2 separate regions of the Mus musculus genome follow, and region 2 is linked to region 1. The links are chromatin contacts, called in public HiChIP or PLAC-seq maps. All regions are on one chromosome and are shown on one strand. Each heading gives the region's core, a stretch centred on a gene start, on an enhancer-like site or on the middle of the called end of the contact. The rest is flanking DNA. Distances are from core to core; before and after follow the strand shown.

Region 1 (6,446 bases), core at 2,912-5,411:
GGTGTCGGGCTCCCCGGAACTGGAGTTACAGGTGTTTTGAGCCACCTTGTGGGTGCTGGGGCCTGAACCCTGGTCCTTTGATAAAGCAAGCAGAACTCTTCATTACCGAGGGATCTCTCCAGCCACCTTAGATATGGCCTCCGTGACTCTCCTGGGTTAAACTGTGTTTGTTCTTTCCTAAGCAATATGCAGCAACTCCACGTGCAGGCCCACATGGGATTAGGTGTCACAAGTAATCTCGTGATGACCTAAAGTATGAGGGAAGATGTTCTTTACAAATACCCTATCAAAGGCCCGTTTGTGATATCTGTGGTGATTCTAGAACCTTCTCCTGTGGGTAATGAAGAACAACTGCACTAAAAGAAGTGTATCTGGCTTCTGTATGAATTATATTCAGCCTTTTCACATTTTCCTTCAAGTTAGAATACATTACATATGATTCTGCATGTGTGCCTGTAGCATGCACACATACATGTATCCATGCTCACATATACATCTACATTTAAAATATCAAAGGGTGAAAAAACCTAATTGCCACAGTGTTCTTGGATTTCCTGGAACACATCTATGGGCACCCAAAGTGCTGTTGGGCCTGGGTTAAGAAGCCCCGGCTTGGTAAGAGTACTGACTGCTCTTCCAAAGGTCCTGAGTTCCAATCCCAGCAACCACATGGTAGCTCACAACCACCCGTAATGAGATCCGATGCCCTCTTCTGGTGCATCTGAAGCTACAGTGTACTTGTGTATAATAACAAATCTGACAGGAGCGAGCAGAGGTCCTAAAAATTCAATTCCCCACAACCATATGAAGGCTCACAACCATCTGAACAGCTACAGTGTACTCACGTACATAAAATAAATAAATAAATAAGTAAAATCTTAGAAGAAGAAGAAGAAGAAGAAGAAGAAGAAGAAGAAGAAGCAACCCCCACTTTAAAACTACCCAGAAGGGATCATCCACTAGTTAAGGAAATAGTGAACAGAAGGCCTGGCCATAGATCACAGGCTGTTTGGACAGAGGGGCACCAAGCACCGAGCACTCTGACCCCACCTGCCATTGCCAGTCCCCTTTAACACACTCCTCTCTTCCTCGTTCTCTCTCTTGGCAGAAGGTCCCTCATTCCAGCACATGTACTCGGTTACCTTTGATACTGATGATTCCCAGACAAGGCAAGTTGTTTATGGGCTGCACGAAACACAATCCTGCGCGCACTCTGATCTGCAGCTAGGCACCTGCAGCTCTTGGAAGTGATGTTTATCTGGAAGGTGGCACTCTGACACTGTACTTCCCTCGTGTTTTTGCTTTGCCTGGGGTATTGAGCTAATTTGTTAGTTCTAAGTTTGCACATAAAAGAGCAGGCTGGCTGCCAGGGCCCTAAAAGATCTAAGAGCCTTAAATGATTTTGAACTTGCCCTAAATAGTCGTCCTTAAAATAGCTGTCGAGCAGGCCATCCCTGGCCTAGAATTTCAGGTGAGCCTGTGGAATCCATTTGTTAACAGAGGGAAACGGTTGCGCTGTGGACAGCTTGTTCTCACAAGAAGAGCCAGCTGAGGTCTGTCTGTCTGTCTGTCTGTCTTTCTTTCTTTCTTTCTTTCTTTTTCTTTTCTTTTCTTCTGGTTTTTTTTTTTGTTGTTGTTTGTTTTGTTTTGTTTTGTTTTCGAGACAGGGTTTCTCTGTATAGCCTTGGCTGTCCTGGAACTCACTCTGTAGACCAGGCTGACCTCAAACTCAAAACTCCGTTTGCCTCTGCCTCTCAAGTGCTGTAATTAAAGGTGTGCCCCACCACTTCCCAGCACCAGCTGAGGTCTTAACCAGGTGTTAGAATAGTGAGCTAGAACTCGTTCCAGCTGAGGCACCAGGGCCCGATGGGGACAAGGGAAATCCAAAGTGCCAATCATTTGTGACATAGTTCTTAAGGACTCCTTTTTTTGGTCAGAGGCTGTCTTGCTGTTATGCACAGCTGGCCGGGGAGAGGTCCTGGATGTGCACTGGGGACACAGACAAGATTGGCATTTTGAGTCTTGTGTCGAACCGTCTCGGTGGGCACCTGTACTCAGACAGTCAAAGTGGACAGGGTGTTGAATGACTAGCTTGCCCTTCTGACTCACTGGGACTGAGGTGGAGAGCAGTGGCCAGAGCTGATCTGGCTAGAGCGTGTGGAACGGGAAGACCTCGAATGGCCGTGTCCAAAGGCAGGCCGTGTCCAAAGGCAGACATGGAACGAGGCCTGAACGGTTAGCCAGCTGACCAGCCCTCTGGAACTGTTCAAGTGTTTCCCGGACAGGCGTCGGGAGCACATCAGAAACACAGCAGTAGACCCGGGACAAGGGAGCCTGCAGACACTGAGACCTCAGTGTGCCTTGCATGTTGGGTGGCCATAGCGGGCCACACAGCGGCTGGTCAGAGACTCTTTTTCAATGTCTAGCAATCCCCTGCTGTCCTGGGAAGCTTGTTTGGGCCTTGGAGCCTCTGCACAGACTTTTTTGTTTAAACTAATTTTTGAGCCCTCAGCCTAGCCCAAGTCCTCCCAGAACCCGCACACAGAAGAACTTCCGTGCGTCTGTTCCCACTGCCTGTCTTCCTTCTGGCTGTCAGTGCTGTGCCCTTGGGTAAGGAGAAGCCCTGGCATGTCCTCACGCTGGCTGATGTTTCTTGTGTGGGTGCCTGTGGGACATAACTTTAGGGGACCTCACGCCAGCTCTCGGTAAGGAGATGTCACTTGCTGGCCTTGAGGTATTTGGTTCAATTAGAGTCTGACAAACCCTTGATTGACAGACCCAGGACCAAACCCATGCTCAGTGGCTGACTTTCCACTTTCGTCACCTTTGGCAGGTGACCCTGTCCCTGCTTCTCTGTCAAGGGCAAGTCACCCTCTCACTGAAAGCCTTCCTGTTCCTGATGAAATAAACAATTGATTGGCTAATGAAGCCACACCTGGCTCTCCCTTACCACATACACACTGTGCTTTGTGGCATGTTGTCCTCTCTAGGACAGTGGGCTCCTCCATAGCATTGAGACGAACATCTCTCTCTATGTATTTTTTAAAAAGCTAAACTTAGCCCCTCCAGCCCTAAGGTGCTACACCTAGACACTAACTGTACGTTATCACCTGGACACACTTAGCTGTAAAACTCACCCTCTTGTGTGCCCGTTTCATACAGGAACCACCCACTCCGGTGCCTGAACTAGAAGCCTGGGAGCTGCCTCTGGCTCCAGTTGTTTATAGCAGTTCTCTAACCAGCCCCATATCATCGCCAACTGACTGGCTCTGAGGTTCCCCTGTTCCTCCTGCCACTGTGCAGCACAGGCCAGGTCCCCCCAGGTCCCTTGCCTGCCACCAGGCTACTGCAGTGTCTCTGCCCCCCATCACCTTGCACCCCAGTTGCAGCTGTACACCTCCAAACCTCTTTCTTCATTCTCATGCTTCCCCCGGGCTTCCTTATATTACCCTGGTCAGCCTAGAGTGGACCTCATCTTATCCTGGCCATCCCTCATCTTTCTCAGCTTGGCTCCGCTGTCAGCAGCCCTCCCTTGAGTGCCCCAGCCCAGAGAACATATCTGTCTCCTGGACTCCTTGTCACTGTCATCGTCTCTGATATTTATGGCCTGCTGGCTTGTCTGCCACTTAGACTCCGGGTTCTCTGGTCAGTCTGGAGTGGGTCCCCTGGCTGTTTTTCCTCCGAGGTCAGTTTGGAATCTATGGCTGAGAAGCCTCACCCGGGCAGAGAATGGATGTGTGCTCATTTAAGCGAGTTCTTGTACAGGTTGTGAGCCTTCCAGGCTGGAGGAGGTCAGGCCCTAGCCCTTATGTTATTGAACATCTCTCCCCACTGCTTTTTAAATTTTAATCCCTTGTTTTTCAAATTCACTAAGCCCTGTGTGCATATGCATGAGGACATCCTCCTGTGGCAGTGCCCTTTGCTTCTGGGTCAGGTCAGCTCCACACTGAGCTGAGAGCCCTGTGTGCCCTGGCAGTGCCTGGGGTCCTGCCATGCCTCCCTCCCATCTCGTCATTCCATGGAATCCTGCATCTTCCTGGTGTACTAGTGCCTCTGCTTTGAGGATTCTGAAGACAGTGACGGGTGCAAGGCCTCTGTCTGGTCCTGCAGGGAACCAGGATGAATAGCCATCAGCTGTTGGGAGCCTCACACTCCGTGGGATGGGATCAGCAGCCTTGGGTTCCCATAGTAACCAGTCCATCAATGCCCCCAGTGTCGAGATGGTGGCACCGCAGAGGGGAAGAAATAGTCTCATTGTCTCCCCTTTGGCCGCTTGGGCACAAACAAGCCGCACCCCGCAGGGCCCTGCAGTGCGCTGAGGTCCAGCCAGATTTGCTGCCCTGCCGTGGTGTGCTACACATGTCCCCTCCTGAACTGGGCCAGGAAGGGACCATCACTGTCAGTCTTGGACCCTCATGGGGACTCTTAAATTTCTGCCACTGGCCATCAGCAGCAGTCACAGAACCCTTGTCCACTAGGGCCAACTTCTCAATAGCTAGCCAGGCCACCCCTGCCACAGGATAAACAAATCCCCTGTGTTTCTGAAGGAACCTGCATTTCCAAACTTTCCCCGGTTGGTTTCCAGTCATCGTCGTGGTGAGGTTACCAGCAGTGTGTGTGTGTGTGTGTGTGTGTGTGTGTGTGTGTGTGTTTAGGGCACTACTGTGTAATTCAGGGCCCTTTCCAGAGCTCCCTGGGGTTCCCTACATCCCAAGCTTCTTTGTCCACCTTGTTTCTTTCCCCATCCATCGGGGCAGAAACCAGGGTATCTCCTTGGGTTTTTCTCTTCCCCAGTGTTGGCAGCCACTAGGGACAATCCCTGCCAGCCTGCCTCCAGTTGCCTCTCCCTTAAACCCTTCCCCCAAGCCAGGAGCCACAGCTCAGGCCAGCCCCATGCTTAAGCTCTGCTGACATCCATATCTGCCTGGTTGCCCTCCCTGACTCCCTTCTCAGCCTTCCCCTCCACCAACAACCAGAAGGTTCTTTAGAGCCACAAGCCTCACATTCTCCCTTCCCCATTTTCAAAGCATCAGAGGCTCGCATGTAGTGTGGCACACAGCCCAGTGTGGGGCCCCATCTGCCTCCTGCGTATCCCCGAGCCTAGCTCCTCGCTCCAGCGGTGCCATAACTCTGATGTTCTGGAAGTGTTACCCTAGTTCTTTCTGTACCTCTGCTGTTTGTTATTGTTCACAATCTCTCTCTATGTGATCTACCCAGAGAGCTTCATCAACCGGTCTACTGCCATCAGGGTTGAGCACTGTCCACCCAGAACTCCATGAAGTCCATCTTCTCCCTGGATGACAGCATGGTGTAGTAGTATCTTAATCATGCCTATGCCTCCTCAGGACTTAGCCTGCTTCCTGGCACATAGAAGGAAGGCTCAGTAAACATGAAACAATTCCAGGATCGGTGGTTTCTTGATTCTACTCACCGGGTTAATGATCCCAAGGGTGTGAGTGAGGGAAAATGCCAACTTTATTGTCACAGCTTCTAGTGACTTCCAGGTTTGTAAGTGTCAAGGATGTGTACAGGTTGCTACCCAGTGACATCTCTTGGTACCTTGGTTGGGTGGCTTCTTGTTCTCCAGGACTGGGTCTTGCGCCACAAGTTCAGGGTTACCTGCACGAACTTAAAAATCAAAGCCAAAGGACAGAGCTGATATATCTGGTAGTATCCAGAGCCCACGTCTTAAAGTAAGTGTGAACCCAGCCGGGCGTGGTGGTGCACGCCTTTAATCCCAGCACTCGGGAGGCAGAGGCAGGTGGATTTCTGAGTTCAAGGCCAGCCTGGTCTACAAAGTGAGTTCCAGGACAGCCAGGGCTACACAGAGAAACCCTGTCTCGAACCCCCCCCCCAAAAAAAAAAAAAGTAAGCGTGAACCCTTTGCTCCTAAGTGGACAAAGAACCGAAAGAATGCAGCGAGTGGAGGTAGAAGGAGTAACGGAAGGCAGGAAGGATGGCAGAGAAAGAGTTTGGCCTGCTCTAAGCCTCAGTGAGAGTCTTTAAGACTTTAGTGAAAGTCTTAGACTTTGAAGAGACAGTTTGGATCCTGATCTCTCTGTGTCTCAGGTGTGACTGTTTTTAATTGTATGGCAACTTAGTCAGTGGATGCCACTCCCACCATGACTGTCCATGACATCCAGCGTTTAGCTGGTCCTAGATTCCTGGCGTTGGCTTCACTAGACAGATGAGCCAATTGACCTCCGGAGAGGTTGAGTAAGTAACTACATCTTGGTGCCTGCCAGCTCAACAGCTTGGCAGCCTGATGTGTAGGCCCTACCCTGGCAGTGCCAGCCTTGTTAGGAAAGGTACAAAGAGAATATATGAGCCAGTGGGGGCTTGAGTCAAGTTTTCCAACCAGCTGAGAGCAGAGGGTTGCAGTCCAGGCAGGAGAGTTCGGGAGGAAGGGCGGTGCCCTGGGAAGGTGCCTTTGTGGCCCTGCTAAG
Region 2 (6,446 bases), core at 1,286-3,785, 64 kb after region 1:
TAGAAGAGTAAAATGTGTATCTTAACCTGCCTCAGTCTGTCTGGAATAAGTCATAATAAATCATGTGTAAAGTATGAATCGAAACAGGTTATTTCAGTTCACACCCTGTGCTTTGTGCTGGAGATTTCATGTATTTGATATGTGTGCACTGCTATTCTTCCATTCCTTCTGAGTTTTTATTTTGACACACATCTGGCTATGTAGCCCAGGCTGACCTTGAACTCACAGCAACCCATCCACCCCTCCCCCCCTCCCCCCGCCATACTGAGATGGCAGCTGTGTATAACCTGACTCCATTATTTCTCTTACTCTTGTTTTGAATACTCAAGTCAGCTCATAGAAAGATATACCTGCCTATATATGGAATATTTCTTGACCTTGGAACCTGAATAATTTATTTTTGAGATAGCCTAAACTGGCCTGGAGCTCTGTATGTAATCCAGGCTGGCTTCGAACTCTGGGCCATTATCCTATTATCCTGGCTCAGCTTTCCAAAACTAAACTCAATGTACCCAGAGAATTTCTCATTTAATTTTTTTTTTTAAAGTCCAGGTATTGTGGTGAGAAATTCTCCTAGAATTTATTTGAAAGTGCCTTTAAAAAAAAAACTAATTAATTAATTTAGTATGGGGTTGTATGCCCATGCGTACAGAGGTCAGAGGAAAACCTGGGGGAGCGCCGCTTGCTTCCCGCCCTATGAGTCCCAGGAATTGAGATTGAATTCCTGGCTCTGAACTGATCTTTGTTGTCATGGTGGAAAGAGGTTGTGCTGAGCAGGATTCTAGCCTGCCACTTTGAATGCTTTAAAGATGTCGTTCTCCTGTCTCCTGCTCATGGCTCCCTCTGAGGGTGAGCCAGGTGCCATCCTGGCTGCCATCTTGTGCTGTGTGCTCTCTTCTGTGGAAGCTTGATGATGCTTTTTAAACTATTACATTTTTGCAATTATCCTGGCCTTTTGTGCCATTTTCTCTCTATTATTCCTGATTGGAGTTTGCAGATTCTCAGAGAGTTCATATTGGCTCTCTCTTTAGACCAGTGCCTTTCAAGCTTCCTAATGCGGCAGCCCTTTACTACATATAGTTCCTCATCCCCAAACCATAAAATTATTCCATTGCTACTTCATAACTGTAATTTTGCTACTGTTAAGAGTTGCAATGTAAATATCTGCTATGCAGGACCTGTGAAAGGGTCATTTGATCCCAAAGGGGTTGTGACCCACAGGTTGGGAACTGCACACACACACACACACACACACACCTTGTCTTAGTTAGTTACTGCTGTGAACAGACACCATGACCAAGGCAAGTCTTATAAAAAACAACATTTAATTGGGGCTGGCTTACAGGTTCAGAGGTTCAGTCCATTATCATCAAGGTGGGAGCATGGCAGCATCCAGGCAGGCATGGCACAGGAGGAGCTGAGAGTTTTATGTCTTCATCCAAAGGCTGCTAGTGGAAGACTGACTTCCAGGCAACTAAGGTGAGGATCTTATGTCCACACCCACAGTGACACACCCATTCCAACCAGGTCGCACCTATTCCAACAAGGCCACACCTCCAGATGGTGCTACTCCCTGGTCCAAGGATATACAAACCATTACACACCTCATAGCTCACTGAGGTGCCTTCCTGTATTAAAATCTGCTTCTCTGTTTGCTTTGAGTTAGACGGTTCTTGTTATGCCTCCTTTTTACTGCATCTGGTCTATTCTTAATCCCATGGTATTAAAAGTGTTGGCTATTGTATTTTTCTGCCTTAAGTTTTCAGTTTGCTTTATCTTATTTGTAACCATCTCTAAATCTTCCCTGAGGCTCCCATAACTTCATTGTGTAAGTATCTTTTATCATAAACACCCCTGCGTGGTAGTCAGTTACTGCAGAGTCTTTTGTACAAAGTCCAGTAGCCCAGTCATTTTTATGTCCCTAATGATTAATTCTGCTCTTTACAGTGGCTCACATATTCTTCTACTTTGCATGTCTAGTTATTTTTATTGTATCATTATATAGTAAAATTTATTATATAATAAAAATAATCTATACTATAGAATTTGGAGCCTGTTGATTTTTTTTTCTGGATGCTGTAAAATGTTGTTATAGCAATAATATACATTTGAATTTTGAAAGACTCATTCATCATTTCACAGACTTCTTTGCCAGGAACATAGCTTTTGCTCTTGTAGCAAAACTTTTGGTATTTCAGTGGAAACCTGCAGTCCTGGGGTGCAGAGTGCTCGAGACATCTGCTTGGCATGTTCAGGCTTGTGCCTGATGTCTTCCTCCTAGATTTTTTTAAAAAGAACATTGCCTAGACACATGTTCAGGGCTCTGTCAGAGGAGTGAGTGAACACTATGCCTTTCCTGGACCCTCTCTCAGATTCTTCTCTCAGCTTCTTGAAATCTGTGTCCTGTCACAATTGACTTCAACAGAGAGCCTGTCTCAGAAATCCATCTAAACGTGGAAACCCAAGATAATGCTTTCCTTTAAACCAGTAAATTCCTATCTATCTCTGCCCTCTTCTGGTTGCTTTCTGATGCCCTTAAAAATGTATGTTTCCCAGGGTCTGTAATTATTATCTGTGAAGAGGTGGCCTGCTGTGAGCTCCTCTACCCTTACTGAAACTACAACTTAGAATTCATTCATACACACATACATATATACACACATATATGCATATATACATATATGATATGTGTATATATATATGTGTGTGTGTGTATATTATATTTTTTAAACTAGTAGAGTTCACATTTGTTAGCCTTTGCCACATGACAACCATCCCAAACTAAGATTTCTCAAGCAACAACCATGTCTCATTTAGCAGAACATGGCTACACCAAGTGGTTCAGGCTCAGTCACTCTTCAAGGTGAAGTTAGGTAGTTGGCTGTTTGAGATCTGACCACTTTCCTTGGGATCCTCTCTCAAGAAGGGCTGCATATGACTGCTGGTGAGAGTCCTTAACTCCTTGGCAGCTGTGGGTTGGGGCACTGGTTTCTCAAAATACCTATCTTTCTTCATGATGGCTTGAGTGTCCCTATAGCATGGGAACTAATTCCCCCAAGTGCCATGATTCAAGAGAGAAATAACCATCTTGCCACAGTGTCTTTTTTTTTTAAACTTTTATTGATTCTTTGTGAGTTTTACATCATGAGGTTTCAATATCTTTTATGATCTAGTCCCAGAGGCTACATACCATCTCTGCAGCCATATTCTGCTATTAGAAGTGCATCACTACATCCCCCAAAAGATAGGAATTTGGTTGCACCTTTTGAAGAGAAAAATGACATAGTTTAAAATCACCACAGATGGGCTTCTAAAAACAAAAACAAGAAAAGCCTACCTGTTTAATCAAAGGTAGTAAATTTTAACAACTTTCTTTGTTAAAACTGTAAGATTTTTGCAAGTTTTAGCACATAAAAATAACTAAAGGAAATAGTGGATTTATCCAAATTATCTTAGGAAACAAATTCTCCCTGTCACCAGCAGCACCCTGGCCATACTGGCATTAGGTCTCCCACCTATGTTCAGGATAGATTAATATGCCAAGGACCAACAGAGACGTTATTTTCAGAGTGGGGAGTCCATGGTACATTTAATCAGCAGTCTCTGATGTATTTCATTTCCGAAGATTTTAATTTTTTATTAAGGTCTTGAGGTACACATAGATTACTTGTGTTCTTTTTCTGAGTGTAACATTTCAATAAAAACCTGATGAAATTTTTATAATGCCAAATTTGTTTATCCTCCTTTTATGATGCTGGAGTTTGGGATCTAGCTTAAGAAAAGCCCATGAAAAATAAAATTGTTTCTCTTGTGTTTCCTCTGGAAAAGTAGTTTTAGGACAATAATTTATCCAAGAGCTTTAATGGAGTTATCTTTTATGTGGGCCTCCTGATTCCTATGGAATGTTTTTTTTTTTTCTGTGAATATTGAGTAGGATGGAGAACCTGCCCCCAGCCTTTCTCAGATTCTTTTTCAGCTTGAATGTACACACTGTCTTTTCCCACCCTGCATCCTCTGTGTACACGGGCTCCTCCCTGATGCTTCATTAGTCTGAGTTCTATCAATGCCATCATTATTGTTTAGATAGTTCGTTTTTTTTTTCCTGATAACTAACAGATTGAATTTTCTCTTATAGTTCTTTTTTCAAAAATGTCCTGAGTAGTCTTCTCTCAGCTGGGCTGGAAAGTTTTCCTGTCAATGAAAATTCCTTTTGGGGTTTCGATTGGCATTGCATGTAAAAGTATAGATTAATTTGGGGGAGAATTGACATCCTTACAATAATGAGTCTTTCCACCCTGGAGCATCATGGTATGTATCTATAGTTTTAGGTTTTTTTTTTTTCAAAGCTTCTCTTAAGCTTTATCACTTCCTCCATACAACACTTTCCTACTTAATTAGAGTTATGTCTAGGTTGGTATTTAGTATATATTTATAATCGGTCATTGCTGAAGTGGACATAGGAAAGGCAGTGTGTTTGTTCCCGGCTGTCTTGTTTGGATGCTGTTGGTGCTATGAGCTTTTATGGCTTTTCTGTACGTAAATAGCAGCCATCTGTGAGACAGTGCTGGGCGGCCTCTAACATTGGCGACTCATTTCTTTCTTACACCTTAAGTAGGTAACTATGGACTCCTGATAATTACTAAATGGGCGTGGTTTATGGGTTCTGTTGTTGTGTTTCGTGCATGCAGAAATAGTATTAAACCATTTGTGGCTGTCTTTTTGTTCATTTCCGGTTGTTGGCCTTTATCAAATTGAAACAACTGTATTGTATTCCTGGATTTCTGAGCGTTTTGATGAGGAGTGGATATTGGGTTTTGTCAGATGTCCCTTTAAAGGGCATCTGCAGAGATGATTATACTCTTTTTCACACACATGTGCCATTTGGTCTGTGTAACATAATAAATCATATTCATGTATTTATTTCTTTCCTTCTTAGAATTAAATTCTGTTTGCTCCCAAGTATCGTTCCTTCATATCATTCCAGGTTACTGCTCCATTGAGCTGTTGATAATCTGTGTGTGTGTTTGTGTCGGTTTGTGGGATAGATTAGACCATGGTTCCTGCTTGGGTGTCACCAAGGGTGGCCTAGTGGCATGTGTCTGGGAACTGCTCTGAAGCCGTTGCCTTACCAGGGCCCTGGCCTGGTCTGGGAATAGCTGTGGGTCTGACTAGTCATTCTTCATGGTCACTGTCTATATGGGCTTTTTAGTCTCCTTGAGAATTTGGTAATTAGATTTTTCTACAAAACCACTCATTTCTCTGGAGGTTCAAGTCTGACATGATACCATGTTCTCAGAATTTAAAGGTACTTTTCTATATTTATAGTTGTTGTTCCCGGTTTTATTCATGATACCTGTTTTTCCCCTGGATCAGTGAAAAATTGTTTTTTTTTTCTCCTTTAAAGAGGCTTTCTTTAGAGAATTATGTTTTTTATTAAAAATTTTTAATTGTTTATAAATAATTTTTTATTATTTCTTCCATTTCTATCTTTTCTTGTTTAATTCCTTTATCTTACCTTTACTATTGTTTGTTCCTAGCTCCTGGAGGAACACCTGATAAAAGTTTAACTATAGGCTCGTCTATGTCCTAATGAATGAATGAATGAATGAATGAATGAATGCCATTCATGTGTTCTCCCTAACCTGTCACTAGCTTAATTGTACTGTGCTGTTATTGCTATTTATTTCTGAATACTTTTTACTTATTATTTTTATTTTGTGTGTGTGTGTGATATTGTGGGGCTGTGGGAGTGCTATAGCACACTTGTCGGGTCCAGAGCATGGACCCTTGACACTGACGAGTCAGCTATTTCTCTGTTGTGAGTCCCTGAGATTGAACTCGAGTTTTCAGGCTTGGCAGCAGGCGCTTCCACCGGGCTTCCACTGAGCCATCCTACCACCCCATTTCTGAATACTTTTAAATTTCAGCTTGATTTTTCTCTTTAATCCTAGAGTTATTTAGAAGAGACTTAGAAAACTATCTAACTGGATAAATCTTTCTGGTTCTGTTTCTGGTGTTTAGTTCTTGCATTAGGTAGGGCTCACAAAACTCAGCATGGCCTGTGTGGCTGCCTGCCAGCTTCCTTTGGTGTGAAGACACTTGTGTTTGATCTGAGCCTCACAGTATTTTGTTTTTAACTTAATTCACAAAGTAAAGGATTTTATGTAAGGAAGAATATGTGATTGGGCTTACTCTTGAAAAACTTGAAGCTTTGGCCACTTACGGTCTCACCCGTCATGGTCACAGACACTGGCAGCTGCATGGTGGCCCTTCCTAGCCCAAGGGAGTGTTCTCTAACCTGTGTCATGGTCTTGTTAATAACTGGATACTTTGTCCCCTTATCTTGCCTTCCAGGTGCCTGTAGACATCTACATTTGTAACTAGTGTGTTTGATCCATCTAATGAAACATTTCTAGAGATTAAAATTAATTTGTTTAAGAGTTTCA

The links. HiChIP or PLAC-seq counts read pairs in DNA pulled down with a chosen protein or histone mark.
Region 2: an H3K27ac HiChIP or PLAC-seq map of neural progenitor cells shows a contact between it and region 1, with 3 times the contacts expected there. The contact joins two enhancer-like sites. A contact is called at or near these places in 4 of 39 promoter capture datasets (frontonasal cranial neural crest, liver and pre-B cells), 10 of 484 Hi-C or Micro-C datasets (the HPC-7 cell line, Sertoli cells, astrocytes and 6 more), 5 of 115 datasets of contacts at active chromatin or transcription factors (double positive thymocytes, embryonic stem cells, fibro-adipogenic progenitors and 1 more) and 3 of 9 other capture datasets (adipose tissue, embryonic stem cells and pancreatic islet).

The regions. Positions count from the first base shown.
Region 1 is chr7:65,867,165-65,873,610 of GRCm38.p6, forward strand. The region is part of intron 1 of Pcsk6 (proprotein convertase subtilisin/kexin type 6); the gene reads left to right. Among named protein-coding and RNA genes, the nearest start is that of Pcsk6, 8.3 kb to the left of the region's middle. Within about 2 kb of position 4,162, at least 65 of the 459 cell types and tissues checked have an H3K27ac peak or open chromatin away from gene starts, as enhancers often do. A contact at or near this core is called in neural progenitor cells, where this site is marked.
Region 2 is chr7:65,932,881-65,939,326 of GRCm38.p6, forward strand. All of the region lies in intron 6 of Pcsk6 (proprotein convertase subtilisin/kexin type 6), which reads left to right. Among named protein-coding and RNA genes, the nearest start is that of Gm51486, 5.4 kb to the left of the region's middle. Within about 2 kb of position 2,536, at least 9 of the 459 cell types and tissues checked have an H3K27ac peak or open chromatin away from gene starts, as enhancers often do. A contact at or near this core is called in neural progenitor cells, where this site is marked.